Regions from separate parts of the Triticum aestivum genome. Here region 2 is linked to region 1. The links are chromatin contacts, called in public Hi-C maps. All regions are on one chromosome and are shown on one strand. Each heading gives the region's core, a stretch centred on a gene start, on an enhancer-like site or on the middle of the called end of the contact. The rest is flanking DNA. Distances are from core to core; before and after follow the strand shown. Region 1 has its middle 93 kb from the start of LOC123097817. Region 2 has its middle 17 kb from the start of LOC123097817.

Region 1 (2,674 bases), core at 78-2,577:
TCGCCTCCAAACACAACACCAACTCTAGCTGAACTTCCCTCGTAGAAGCACGATCCACCCTTGATGCCTAAAAGGAGGTGCAAGTAGATGGCGGAACTTGGTTGGTCCACAAAAGCCATCGTCTTGGACTCATCGGCGGTAACATACATTGCGCCACTGAAGATCACCCTGAACAATGGCGAGCACCAGAAGTAGCACAACATAGAACCTCAAGGTTGTTTCTTCAATCGCGATGCTCCCAACAGAGTAGCGACGGTAAAGACACCGCCATCGCGCCGATTCGACTGCAAACCTAGGCTTTCCCTCGAAGACAACTACCAATCCTGAGGGCGAGCGATGGAGATGCCGACATACCTCGGTGACGCCTCCAAGAAGGGGAACGACACCCACGGGGGCTGTCACCGCCAGCCCCGACTGAGTACGGGCAAGAATTTCTTTCGAGTCGCGGCGCGCCTTCATCCTTTCCCACGGAATTGGGGCACACCGTCCAAGTTGACCACTTCGCCATCGCTGCAGCACTTCGCCAGCATAGCCGAGATGTCAGGCCCACCTAAGACCCGCACAAGCAGGAGCACAACCCAAGCACCAGCATCCCTACGGTTGAGAACTCCGACGAGCTCCATGCCCGATCAAGGTTCACTCGGACCTCACACCACAACCACAGCCTACTCCTGGCAGACGCCCGCGCCGCCGCCTCCCAGAGGAATTCGTTTGATTATTTCGATGTAGATGTGTGCAGACAGTGGTGTCATGCATATAGAGCATATGCTGTTTGGACTGTGTGCGTGTGGATGTGTGGCTTCACGTGTTAATCATTTCTATCTTCACGGTCCACGAATGCCACAAACGAATATCCAGGTTCATGTCGGTCTTCTTTTCCCTTTGGAGTCGAGGTTCATGCGCTTCACTCGTCGTTTTCATCGCTAGCTGCCTAGCTCAGTCGTTCGCTTCAAAGATTCACGTGCGACTGACGGACTGAGACGGATTTTCAAGACAAAGAAACGAAGACCGCCATTTCCGGGTCGGATACACTGTACTCGACCGGAGTGATCCACCATGGATCCAGTTTGATTGCTTTGTAGTACCATCGTGGTCCCTCCACGAGCTAGCGTCGCGATCCAGAAGAATTCATTTGTCCCGCCTCTTCTGCTCGTCGCCATTGTTTGTAGGCCCGAGATCTCAGCCTTTTGATTCCTCTTTTGGAAGGTAGCCCGACGCCTTCGGAGCTAAGAAAGCCTTCACATAACGTGAACCTATTGTCATCGTCGACGTCGATGATGCACCCTTAATCTATCCTCGCCAGCTTGCTTATGCTTCGCGTCACCCTCTCCGTGCTTATTTTATCTCTTCACGACAACCTAACACAGCTACTGCCAAGTGCAATGCGCATCCTTCACCCCACCATCCAATCGGACGCAGTGCAGCACGTTCTTATCCTCTACAATCTCTCAGCTCGCACGTGTCCATTGGACGAGCCTGATTTTTTCTGCTCCACAAAAAACAAGGGTGGCGAACGAACTGGCCATAGATAAAAATCATGTCCTCGCCACCTTTAATCCAGAAAATGTGCGTGGCGGTCGCTCTGCGGGCACTGACCCATCATCCCATCCGGCACCAAATATCCCCGCGGTCCAGATCGAATCCACTAGAGCCGGCGCCCGTGACAAGAAAGTCGTTCATGGCCACGTGCGGATGTCACAACCATCGAGACCTACGTACGACAGTCGACAGTGACATGAAAGGAGTGGCGACTAAGGCCCTGTTCGGAACTTGCCCGCTCCACGAAGTTGGGAAGCTGGGTTTTGGCAGCTTCATAAAATTAAGCTAAAGTCTGATCCACTCCCCGAGCAGAGTTAAACGAGCCGAGAGAAACCGAACGCAGCCTAAGAAACGGTAGGTAGCGGTTCCAGATAATTTTTTTGGTAGCTAAGCCGCCAGGTTAGGATCGTTCGAACTGCTATATCGATCGAAAGGAAAAGATGATGCGACCATGGGGAAGCTGATCACGTACGTTACACACTAATTGCAGAGTTGATGCACAAACAATCACGCCACAGACTCACGCCACGTCCATGTATGATGTATGTATGACTCTGCTCTACGTATTCTTTTCTTTCTTCAACTCCTTCATACTCTCTTCTGAAACGTGTACTCTCTTTCTGAAACATAGAACTTCAATACTTGGAACGCACAAATGTTATACGCCTCGTATATACGCGAGAATTCGTATAGGCCCTGTAGTAACAGTATGGGGCTGTGACGTAGCAGCACCACGTCACACGCGATGACGCACATGCCGACATGGAGAACGAGGGAGTTGAGTGCTTCAGTTTTCGTCTCTGTGCCCAACAAAACGTAGAAGGGTAGAATGGTCATACGGAAGAAACGTATACCCATCTCGTATTATACAGTTGTGCCGGGCATACGTATACCACGCGCATGGCCAAAAAAAACGCCACGATCTCGCCCGCCCAATCTTCTCGCCCGCCCCATCTGGTCGCCCGATCACGGTAGTTCCAACTGGCCTATCACCGCCGCCGCGGATCGCCGCCGTACGAACCCCGCCCGACGCCGCCCTCGCTGTCCCAACTTCGTCCGTTGCCGCCTCGCACCGTCATCGTCCGTGGCCGCCTCTCACAGTCCATCCCAACGTCGTCCGTCGCCGCCTCTCACC
Region 2 (2,674 bases), core at 66-2,565, 75 kb before region 1:
TCTTCATTCAGAAGCCCAAGGATAGATTAAGGATGGCGGTTTAGTAATGAGCCTAAGGCCCAGAGGCGACTTAAGGCTTGTAGTGTTAAACCGCCGTTATGGCATGACTTGTAGTGTAAGGCAGAATAGTTAAGAGTCCGAGCCGGACATTGTTTATGAGCCGGCCGGGACTCTGTGAGCCGCTGGGCGTTAACCTCTCTATATAAAGGGACGACCCGGCGGTGGTTCAAGAGAGGCAACATCAGATCGATAACCAGGCATATCGGTTTAGCTCCCTGGTCATCGAAACCCTAAGTAATTCCACCTCAACTGGAGTAGGCTTTTACCTTCATCGTAAGGGGCGAACCAGTATAACCCTCGTGTCCTTTGTCCCGTTAAACCCCTTTAAGCTTCCTAGTTGCGATGGCTCCACGACTAAGTCTTTGCATGAGGACATCTGCCGTGATAATTTCACGACACATTTCAAAAAAGTAACACGAGTAACTGATTGCTAGTTACTGCAATAGTTATGTTTTCCCGCTCCTCGTATCTCTCGTTATTATTACTTTTGTTACGGTGCATTGCCTTAGATTCCAGACACTTCTGAAATGTGAACAGAAAATTTGTCCATCCCGAGAGAGCGAAGACTTTTTCCCCGATGCGAACAGAATATAAGGTTGGTCCGAAGGTCACAGTGTGGAATTCAAGTCAACTGCTCCCCGGGCGCACAAAATAGTTTTTCCTTGTAACATCTCTATACATCTGCCGCTGTATTTTAGTTCGCTGCGAGTGCATTATTGTACGGCTTTTCCTGCAGGTTATCATATTTTATGCCCTGCGTTTGGGCGCTTGCAATCTCCATGGCCAACGGAGAGCCTGACCTGAACGGTCGATGCTGAAAGTTGTGATCCAGAAAATCTCTATTTTCTTCTAGTGCCATGGCCATGGGTAGTTTAGTGCTTAAACTATATCCACTCGCCGTAGGCAGGCAGACAGTGGCGTAGTTTTCTACGTATATCATTCCAGCTGGAGTGTTGAACTTCAGAACCACAATTTTTCAGACAGAATCCTGCAGCGAGCCAACACGAAACACCAAAAAAAAATTCCTACCCAGGCCAGGCTTGCTTGCTGGTGAGTTATGTACCACCGGGCTGGAGTGCTGGGCTGACAAGTAACAGTGGCTAAACACACCAGGCTGGCGCGTATCTGATTTAGATCTTCATCACCTCTGAAGGTAGCGTATCCAGAAAGCTTTTGCCCCAGGCAGTACAGTCACTACAGTGACATCGCAAGGTTCAGACTCGAGCCAGGGCTGAGGCGCAGACCCGAAAGTTTCCAGAAGATGGAGTTCGAACCGTGAAGGGCAGGGCAGCTGCTTGCATCCCAAGGAACCTTGGCCCTCACTGTTCCCAGTTCGCCTGGCTATAAAACGGCAGAGACTCTGCGTTCACTCCCCTCACATCGCACACAAGCACAAGCCCACACGCCAACCTTCCTTCACACGCTCCTCTCTCGACCCTTCTTCTTCCTGGCTTTCGGAGCAAGAAGGCGCCAGCAGCCAGCAATGGAGCGGCAGGGCGACTCGAGGCGGCCTCTGCCGAGGCGCGGGCAGGTGAAGGCCAGCATATTCGCGTGCCTCTTCCCGTGCCTCTTCCGCAAGGCGGAGCGGAAGGAGGGCAAGGCCAGGGCTAAAGAAGGCGGCAGCGGCGGCCGCCGCGTCGCGCCCGGTGGTTGATCCGGCCTGGCCCGGCACGTGCCCGGGGAAGGAGAGGGATGGATATATGATGATCTCTGAAGAAAAGAATCAAGAATTGCTGCGGTCGTTCTCTTGGAACGCGAAATGGGGGTGGGCGATTGGGGGTCGGGGTCGCTGGTAAGGTAGGGGGTGTTGGAGGGGAATAACATTTTCGTTTTTTCTGGCTGTATGGAATTCCGTTGTAATTCCGCAGCTTTTGGCGAACATGTGGAGTCCGTAGCCTCGCAGTGATTTGGATCGTTTTGGTGGATGTATGTATGTGTGGTATATACTACTGTACGTAATTGCCATTAGTTGGTGAACTTATCATGAATTTCTAGCCTTTCTAGTGTTGTGCATGGTGTGTGCTCCGGTCTCTGCACTTGAATTTCTTCTCTGCATCTCCGTGGCGAAGTACATTGACTGACTGAACAAGCTCGCTCTCCGCATCTCCGTCGCAGAGTACATGGATTGAACAGGAGCGCTCAGGCTGCAACATCCGTCGTCCCAGACCGTCAGCGTCAGTGTTCAACCGAAGAATAACTACTCCTGCGTTGCATTGTATCGACTGCGTTCGATGCTGACCGGCGCTGATTGGCTGGTGGGCGCACAATCTCCCCCGCTCGCCCCATGAGGCAACGACACCTCAGCATGCACAGTGCCGGCGTGCGGATGAACATCGAGGTGGAGGTGCTTCGCGGCCAAGTCTTCTCCTCCTGCAAGGGCCCTCCGCGGTCGTTGCCATGCCGCCATCAACATCATCCACAAAATTGCTAACGAAAACCTAGAAAGCAGAGGCTCTTTTGGTATCACAGTGGCTGATCCCGGCGAATAAAGCAGAGGGGGGATTTCGCTCTTTGGTGGCGTGCGGCGCGCTTTTGAGCTCATCTCGGCGAGTTTAGTAGTAGTAGCACAAGTTGATCATCGTTAGCTACAAGTCAAGGATCATGACTGAAGCCG

The links. Hi-C and Micro-C count contacts between places; a contact is called where the count stands out from the background.
Region 2: a contact with region 1 is called in a Hi-C map of leaf, with 3 times the contacts expected there. The contact joins two enhancer-like sites. A contact is called at or near these places in 2 of 5 Hi-C or Micro-C datasets (both in leaf) and 1 of 1 datasets of contacts at active chromatin or transcription factors (leaf).

The regions. Positions count from the first base shown.
Region 1 is chr4D:345,419,209-345,421,882 of IWGSC CS RefSeq v2.1, reverse strand. No RefSeq gene overlaps it. Among protein-coding and RNA genes, the nearest start is that of LOC123097817, 93 kb to the left of the region's middle. Within about 2 kb of position 1,327, at least 2 of the 8 cell types and tissues checked have an H3K27ac peak or open chromatin away from gene starts, as enhancers often do. A contact at or near this core is called in leaf, where this site is marked.
Region 2 is chr4D:345,494,677-345,497,350 of IWGSC CS RefSeq v2.1, reverse strand. No RefSeq gene overlaps it. Among protein-coding and RNA genes, the nearest start is that of LOC123097817, 17 kb to the left of the region's middle. Within about 2 kb of position 1,315, at least 2 of the 8 cell types and tissues checked have an H3K27ac peak or open chromatin away from gene starts, as enhancers often do. A contact at or near this core is called in leaf, where this site is marked.